Linked DNA regions of Anser cygnoides: region 2 is linked to region 1. Evidence: chromatin contacts called from public Hi-C data. All regions are on one chromosome and are shown on one strand. The core of a region is the stretch at or near the end of the contact, and the rest is flanking DNA. Distances in the headings are between cores, read along the strand shown.

Region 1 (4,380 bases), core at 1,073-3,572:
CGTTATATAAACTCCTTTTAACGGCTGGCTGCGTTTCCTCAGAGCCCTCCCACCCTCGTGGTGCTGGGACATTGGATGTGGCCAGCTCCTCAATCAGGTGCTGAGCCCCCCACCGCTGGCTCCGAGCTTGTCCCAGGTCACCTGCACCATTGGAGGCTAAAGCCAACAGCACAGGACCACCTGCAGATAGACCCTTGTGAGACCTGATGGCCTCCTGACACCACGGGACTCACTGGAAGGAGTTACCTTGCTGGATGGGGAAACTGAGGCACAGCATCCAGCAGGAAGAAGAAACCAGTGGCGACGGAAAGCAAACGCTCCTGGAGCTTGGATCTGCGTCAGCTTCTGGTTGTCTTTGTCCTCCTGCGAGGTCTGACACCCCCGCTGGTGCTTAAACCTCAGCAGCATCTCCAGCCGTTGTCTCATCCGAGTCCCACAGGTCCACTTCCAGCCCTGGCCAACGACGGCACAAAACTCGGTTGAGCTGGGCTCATGAAAAATGGACGGTCCTTGGACCGAAGCAGCAGGATTCGTTGCAGGATTGATCAGCGCTGCGGCACCAGCAAAGCTCTGAGAAGTGCCGTCCTTAATTTTTTGAGGGCTGAATTATTCAGCGTGCTATTGGGGTGGCTCGAGCACCACCAGGAGTGTGAATTCAGCACGCTTCTGCAGGGCTGGCTTTGTAAGCCCTGATCCAAAGCAACCTGCTGGCCCTCGTAAGGTGCCACAAGAAGGAGGATGGGGAGGTCCGGGCATGTCCCCAAGTGTGCTGGCATCTCTGCCTGCCTGCTGCCACCTCTGCTGCAGCACTGCAGGGCCTTGTTTAGCCCGGGAGGCAGGCAGGGAAGCTGGAGGAGCACAGCAGCCCCCGGAGACATTTCTCAGTGTGCCCTGGCAGCCCGCACCGAATTCCTCGCAGCTGTCTCCAGCTGCAGAGGCGACAAGTTTGTGTTTCGTGGCTCGGGAGCGTCTTACCTGGGAAGCGCTTGCGGCTGCCCCGGTGTCCCGTGGCAGAGTTCCCTGCTTTAAACGCACTTAAACGTGGCAGGGTCTGCCAGCTCCTCGTGGCTTCATCCTCAGCCAGGCTCTGGCACCTCTCCTCAGCCCAAACCTCACAGAATCCCCGAGGGGCTGAGGTTGGAAGGTGCCGCTGGGGCCACCCGGTCCGGCCACGGCGTGCCCTCCCCATTCCCCGGGGACCAGGGATGTGCAGGGTGGCTTGGCGCTGCCCTGGACCTCTCCTAAGGGCCGATCTCGCCTTGAGCAATGGAGGGGTGCCAGCCGGAGGAAGGTTTTACACCTCCTAATCTGCCTTTTAGCGAGGAGCTGGAGCCTTGTGCCGAGCAGGGGCCGGGCTGCTCGGGGCATGCCCTCAGCACCGCGCGGCCCGGCGGGGCCGGCGTGTCTTTCCCTGTCCCTCGGGGCTATCAGGAGGACAAAACAGGAATGCACTCTATAAATATTAATGCCATTATCAATTCTCCGTTGTCGCTGCTCCTCGCTTGCTGCCAGATCTCCGGCTTTCATGTCGAGCGGCCCAGTGAAGCGGAAGAGAATAATGGCAAGGGAGCAGGTTGCCTGAAATATTTAAGCCCGAGTTATCTAAGACGTTGCAAATAATATATGTGTCAGAGGAGCCGGGCTTGGATTTGCAGTTATGTAAGGTCTGCATGCCTTCTTTTCTGGCCTCGTGATCGTCTTCATCCCTGGAATACGCTCAGCTGCTCTGGCTGCCGACGGTGACCGGGAGCAAGGCACGGACAAGGGGGTTCGTGGCACACCTGAGGCCACCCGAGCCCTGCGGCGCGTCCCTGGGCTTGCAGGGAGGCTCCTGCTCTGCCTCTGAGCCCCTGCAGACTTTTGCAGAGACCTGCACAGCCTGGCTGCCTGCTGGGTGAAGAAGGCTGGCCCTGAGCCTACCGCTTCGCACCCAAACCCTCCGTGAGGGGTCCCAGGGTGCTGGGACGCATCCCTTGAGCCCAGGTCCCCCACGGCCGCCCGGTGCCCAAACCTCTGTGCATCCCCTCGCAGTGCAGGGCCTGGACCTGGTCCCTCCTGGGCTGGGGTTGCCTTTGGTGCGTGGAAGTGGATCTCCGAGGGGGGCACGGGCAGCGGGGGAGGTTCAGCACCCACCTCCTCCCCCAAACCACGAGCTCCCCGTGCTCCCTGGCTCTCCTGCATCGCTATGATGGACCCAAGGGATGGATGCCAGTGACTTTGTGTGCTTCATCCTCCGCAGCACCCTGCCCACTTCTGCCCCTGCTCCCAGCCCACTTGCCCCACGTTTGCCCATTCCCCAGGGCCCAGCTGGGGCAATCGAGCCCGCACCGTGCCCGACCCGCGGCTCGGCGAGCCAGCACAAGGCAACAGCGTGTTTTGACCCGGCCTTTACGCAGCAGAGGGGTTTGTTCCGGGAGGGAAGCGAAGCTCAGCAAATCCCCCGGGTCTCTTTGTGCTCCAGGGCCATCTCCGTTGCGTGCGTTGGCCACGTAACAGCGAAAAGATTTCCGCTGCCAACCTCTGCCTCCAACCCAGGCGGCCGGCAGCGTCCCCAAGGACTCCCGGCCAGCTCGCTGCCCTCGGCTCTGCTGCAATTAGCCTACAAAGCCGACGGCTTATTTACTTCAGACCGATCTGTCTCTATCAAAGGGATCAAAGGCGCACATTTTAAAGGTCGCCCTGCTGGCAGTTTGCTTTTTTTCGCTCGGGAAGACGAGCGGGCGCCGAAGGATCACCTTGGGAAAGCTGCAGAGCGCTGCTGCCCGCTGCACCCTTCTTTCCGCCACTTGTTTTAGCTCCTCGGTGCACTTGTTCCTAAACCAAAGGAGTGAAAAAAAAAAAAAAGCGTGGTCATGGCTTCTGTCTCTGCTTGCACAATCCTCTGTTTCCTTGGGGAGGCAAGGAGCTGAAAATAAGGACTTCTCCAGCCAGAAAACGGGCTGCCTTGGGACCTTCTTGGAGAGAGCTCGTGGCTCTGCAAGCAGTGCAGATGTGTGGTTGATGGCAGCAGCGTTCGGTTGTTAATTAACACTAATTGCAGGAATGGCTGTGTGCTGTCCCACCCACCCTGAGGTAACAGCCACTGAAGCGAGTGCACGATGGCCGTAGCCTCATGGTGGGGTCACAGCGAAATGCTGGGTGCTAAAACAGCCCAGCCTGCTGATTAATAGCTCGTTAATACAAATCTGGAAGCATAGCTCGTTAATACAAATCTGGAAGCGAGCAGCCGTGACCTCCCCGGGGTTATGTCCGTGGGTCACTGCACCCTGCACGCTTCCCCCGTGTCAAGCAAATTCCTGGAAGCAAAGCCTCTGGGTTGTCTTTGCGCCTTCCTGCAAAGCTGGAAGCGATGGAAGATCTCTGCTGGGAGGAGCTGGGGATGGGGAGGCTGCTCGAAAAGTGACGGAGCCCCGGCCGAGAGCACCATGCCCAGGGCAAGCACGCGTCCTCGGCAGCCTTGCACAGAGCAGGGACGAGGGCTGGTGTGTCTTCCCATTTCTGCGGGTGCGGCTGGGTCAGGCACAGACGTCCTTGGAGATTTCCTTTTCCGTGTCCCTGGGACAAGGCTGAGTTTGTCCTGGGGCTGCAGCCGCCCCCGAACCCGTCACCGGCATTGTCCCGGCTGTCGCCTCTGCGTCTCCCTGTGCTTTGCTGTCCTCGGCTGCCAGCAGGCAGCTCGCCCACGGTGTCTTTAAAGAGCTGCCTTTCCCAAAGCTCCTTTCTGTGTCTTTATGAATAATTTGGCGACTCTGCGTTCAGAGCAGGGGACGTCTCTGGGATGGGGCCGTGCCGCACGTCCCGGCTGTGTGTGTGCGTCCCGGCTCCATCGTAGAGCTGCAGGCCCCGTTTCCTCTGGTTGCTGCAGGTGCTCGATCACCTCGAGGACCACCTGAAGAGATCCCAGTACTTCCGATTCCTGTGGTTCCCGCACAGCGAGAACGTCAGCGTCATCTACCAGGACCCCACCAACAAGGCAGGTGGTGCTGGGCCCGGGCAGGAAGGGAGAAGGGGCCGTGCCCAAAGCTGCATCCCTCAGCATGGCCACAGCTGGGGCTCTGCAAGCCCTCAGCACCCCCCCTCCCGAAGCCTGCTCTCTTTCTGGGGCTGGATGTGGCCCTATTTCATCACGGGAGAGGGATCTGGGGGTCCTGGGGTGCCCTTCTCCAAGCCCGTGCTCCCCAGTGGGGTGGAGAAGGGTGCAGTCCCTGCCGGTCCCTAATGACCATCATCTTCCCCTGCTTGGCTTTGCAGCCCCCCTCTTCCTCCGCCAGCTGGTTTTGGGATTATGCCGTCGGCTACTATCTGCTGGAGTTCCTGCTCTGGATCAGGTAGGAGCGCAATCCGGGCAGCGCCCGGGAGGAGCGGGTTCGGGTGGGTTTT
Region 2 (4,380 bases), core at 1,279-3,778, 140 kb before region 1:
AGCTAGAAAAACACCTGCTTAAATCTTAAATCAGTGCTGGAAAGCAGGCTCGCTCCTCTCTAGTGCTGCCAGGCTCGTGGCAAAGCGAGGTGAGAGCAGACCTGGTCTCGGTGGGCATCCAACTCCGTTTCTGACTCGTGCTGCTGTGAAGCTGGGTGGGTTTCTGTCGGGGCTGTTGTAACTTGGGTGATTTCTGATCCCAGCTTCTGGGGGAACGGAAACACTTGAGCAGAAAGACCAAACCATCTCGCCGTGGTGGGGTAGGGCATGCTGAGAAACAAATTATTTATTAATAATAATGGTTTTAAGTCTTAAAAATAAATTTATTCCTTGCTAACTGCATGTGAGGGTAAGTGTGTTACGGTGCTGGTTGCTCCCCTTGCTGGCTGGGCTGTGTCCTCAGGCCTGCCCGGGGCCAGTCCTTGCGGTTTGTGCTGTCGCTTCTTCCAGGAATAGAGTTGATCATAGTTTCTTAATTACTGGTGTAATTGAGATAAACTGAGTTTATCTCAATCCAGAGTATTACTGGGGGAAAATACCTGTTCAGGGAGGGTGCAGTCCTTCAGGACCCACAGGACTGCCAGGCTCCTGGCCTCGGGCTCCAGGCGGGTCCCGGTGCTGCTCCTGCTCCTTGCTGCAGTTGGTCACCCTTCGTGGTGAAGTGGGGAGCTGGGACACGTTAGCGGGCTGGTGCCGGGCTCGCCTGGCCGGGACAGCCTCGCAGGCTGGGTTAACGCAGCCTTTTTATCTCAGTTGTGTGGCTTCGTGTTCCAGCTCCTGCCTCTGCACCCACCCAGGGACCTAGCGCAGGAATTCCCCAGCTGAGGCTGGCGTGCAGGTTTTGTGGTCTCACGGAGTTTACATTAAAGCAGTGTTCACACTAAGAAATGTTTTATAGGCGCAATCACTGCCTGAAAACCGTGGACGTGAGCACTGTGGTTTTTAGCTCATTCCTTCCCCGCAGTGTCTGTGCCGCAGCTGGCTCTGGCTGTCCCGCAGTGCTCGCATGGCTCAGCAGCAGCCTCTCCTCTCGCAAACATCAGTCGCCCGATGCAGCCAGGGCCAGGAGAGCAGGATGCTGTAAGTGTGAGCTTCTAACGCACTGAAAACGCATACTCTTAGAGCTGGCCTGGTGTTACTCTGGGTGCAGGGAGTACCTGCAGTTTGTAATCTGAGAGCAGCTTTGATCTGTGCCTCTGAAGAGCCAGTCAGTTCTAGCAAGACCCCTAAAATCTTCTCTGGGAGTATCTGTGCCTGCTTGGGATAGACCTGAGAAGCCTCTGGGAAAGTAGCAGAGATTTGTGTTTATACACACAGATCCAAGAGTGCAGCTGCTTTGTGTGCACGTGGGAGCTGTAGCTGAAGCTCTGGTCACCTTAGTTTATGGCACAACTGTGCACGGGGCTTTTGTACCCTGAAACCTGTAGGAAATTCCCTGAAGCTCTCTTGTTTCCAGTTGTCCCTTTTTGCTTAGTGTCCATCACTTGCTTGAGACGCAGGAGGAGTTCCTCCAGCGCACCCCAACCCCCTACACACCCCAGCCCAAAATCTTCCAGTGCGACGTGTCGGTCCCGCTCTGGTGCTGTGGGCTGGCAGCAGTGCTGGGCCAGCTGAAGGCTCGTTTGCTTTTTGCTGTTCTAACGCAGATCTGCAGCACCAGCGTGGCATTGCAGCCTTGTCTGAGACCCCATGGATCAAAATTCTCCTCTACCCCTCGTGCAGGGAGCCTGGCCTGCTTCTGTCCCTCGAGCTTTTAGTTGAAGTGGATGCTGGTTGTGGTGGGGGTCCCTCAGCCCAACCTGCCTGGCCATGAGCAGCCCTGGCATGGCTGTGGGCCCCAGGACCCCAATTCCTTCCCTGGAGCCGTCCTCAGGCTGGGAGTTTAGGTACTGAAGTGGGTTTGAATTCGTCTCTTAAATGCTATTACTGAAGTATTTATTGTGTTTAAAATGAACGAAAGCTATTAAAGTTCAATAAAGAATAAAATTTTCCAAGCCTTTTAAGGGTGCTTGTCTTTTTTTTTCCTCTTTTTTTTTTTTTTCTTCTGCCTTCTGCATCTATTTGCTCTTGTGTGCGTATCCCTACAGCAATAATTTTCATTCCCCCTCTGTCAAAGGCTGGGGCGAAGGGACCGAGCTGGCCCGGCTCCTGCACGGGGCAGGACTTCAGCAAGCAGAAGGCAGCGCTGCCTTGGGTTGGCTGGTGACCAGCTGAAACCCTGCCATCCCCAAAAGCTCTGCCCTGACCTCCAAGGTTTCTCCACTTGGCTTGAGCCTGCAGCCAGCGCTAGGGGTCTTCGTGGGCCCTGTTGGCAGGGCTGGGCCACGCGTGGCGGTGCAGGTGGTGCGAAGCGGTGGGGGCTCACAGGGAGCTGCTGTTCTTGCCTTCTGGTCCTGTGCAGTGTTGGGGGTCTGGGGATGCCGTGGATAATGCCAGCAGGGTGGAGATCGCTGTTGAACCTGGACCTGGCCTTGCTCCAGGCTGCCTGCCCTGCTGTGCTCTGCTCTGCACCATGTGCCGGGGTCAGCACTAAGTCCCTGCGCAAGTGATTAAATCTCTAATGAGCCCTTAACAGTTGATGCTGCGTTTCCAGGGACGGGTTGGGCAGAGCTGGGGCTGCGTGGGGACGTGGCCACGGGGCTGCCGCTGCTCCCAAGGATGCTCCGAGGTGCAGGGAGCAGACAGGCGCCGTTTCACGGGGCAGCCCTTCCCTCCATGGATCACGGCTTGCTTTGACCACTGCTCATCCCGTGTGGTGCTCACCCTGACGCTGCTCACAAAAGCGCCCTGGGAGAAGGAGGAGGCTGGGTGTTGTTGGAAAGGGTGTTTTCCCAGTGCCACCCGGGCTGCCCAGATCCTCTTAGCAAAGCAGACAAGTCAGAACGCAGCCCTGCCCCGACAAAGCTGCTTGAGCTCGCAGCGAGCTCTTAGCTGCAGGCTGCAGTGCTAATCGGGGCGATCCCCACCTTATCCCTGCACCAGCGCGACCGGAGCCGCGCACTGTGGCAGAGGAGGGGAAAGGGGACATCTTCCCCCCTTCCAAACCCATTCTTTTGTGTGGGGGGTGCCCGACGCTTACTGGTTTTAGTGGAATAGCAGCAATTTGTTGCAGTAAGTAGATCGATATCGTTAATCCATCACGATGACAAGAGTCACAGCGATTAGTCTACTGCAAAGCCAAGTTGCTAAATCTTGGCATAAATATGGTGCCTTTAGGGGTTAAAGGTTCACACACCAACAAGTGTACAAGTATGTAAGGATCTCAGACTTGAGGAATAACCTTGAGAGGTGTCCCAACCCAGGTGGGCATCACATCCGCCGCTTGCACAAGGAGAGCTCGTTAGGCCTTCTCTGACTGCTGTATTTATGAGATAAAGCGATTGGCTCATAGTCAGACTTTTACCACATTGGTATTGGTCTCTCCATGTAAATTGCTGTTTCTCCATGAGTAATTTCAATGGATCACCTGTTCTAGGGCTGTACCCCCTGTTTTGTGGTCATGGCCGTGAGTAACCGCCCAGTGCTGTTATTACTGAGCTGCCCAGTTCAGGGAACGCTCACATCAAGGTTTCCTGTGGTTCGTAACCTGAGCAAGACATGTTGAGTACAGGAGCTGGGCGTATCCGTCACAGGAGGGCATCTTGTTCTGTGGCCACCAAATTGCACCAAAGATGAGCTGGACGTTGAGGTCTGAATCACTGCTCTGCGATTCCCCCAGCACGCCCACTTAGGCTAAACAGAGAGAAATGGGCTGGTGGCAGCTTTGGCTGGGGCCGAGGGGTCCCCGGGTAAACGTCACAGGGCAGAAAGCAGCCCTTCTCCTCCAGAAGCTCCTAGAGGACACAGCAGACGGGCTGAGAGGTGCAGGGTGGGACACCGCAGCCGGCACGGGCTCTGCCCCACCGCAGAGCTCCCAGAGCTGCTGAAATCCTCGGGGCACGGCACCGACCCAGGCTGCCGAGCACAGTGAGGGAGCTCAGCTTTGGCCAGGCTGTCAATGCTCGGCCCCTGCGCTTCCCACTGTGTTTGTCACTCACCCGAACCATGCATGCGGCTGGTGTGATCCCCCCGGGGGAAATCCTGGGGTTTGCAGGAGCCCTGGGACCAGGCTTTGCTCCGCAGGCTGAGCCAGAGCAGCAGGTGGGACACGGGGTGCCGGCAGAGCCCAGGGCTCAGGGGATGGAGCCCTCCTGGGTGCAGGCTGGGGGCAAAGCCTTGAGCAGAGCCCAGGAGCCCTGCGGCCTCTTCCCGCACCCTGGGCCGTGCTCTTTCCATCCGCGCTAAAGCCTAGGTGTACATAAGTGACACCTTGTTCTTTATCATCTGTCTTGATGGCTTCCTCTAAGAGGATTGTTGCGGTAGGTGTAATATACTTAAGGG

What was found. A called contact is a pair of places that touch in the nucleus more often than the background predicts.
Region 2: a Hi-C map of liver shows a contact between it and region 1, with 5 times the contacts expected there. The contact joins two enhancer-like sites. A contact is called at or near these places in 2 of 7 Hi-C or Micro-C datasets (both in liver).

What each region holds. Positions count from the first base shown.
Region 1 is chr3:121,925,878-121,930,257 of Taihu_goose_T2T_genome, reverse strand. It overlaps LOC106049515 (L-gulonolactone oxidase-like), which reads left to right. Exons shown (of 12, transcript XM_048079397.2): 7 at 3,866-3,973; 8 at 4,252-4,328. Among named protein-coding and RNA genes, the nearest start is that of EPHX2, 24 kb to the left of the region's middle. Within about 2 kb of position 2,322, at least 1 of the 3 cell types and tissues checked has open chromatin away from gene starts, as enhancers often do. A contact at or near this core is called in liver, where this site is marked.
Region 2 is chr3:122,065,614-122,069,993 of Taihu_goose_T2T_genome, reverse strand. It overlaps SELENOI (selenoprotein I), which reads left to right. Exons shown (of 10, transcript XM_066995209.1): 10 at 1-1,996. Among named protein-coding and RNA genes, the nearest start is that of SELENOI, 25 kb to the left of the region's middle. Within about 2 kb of position 2,528, at least 1 of the 3 cell types and tissues checked has open chromatin away from gene starts, as enhancers often do. A contact at or near this core is called in liver, where this site is marked.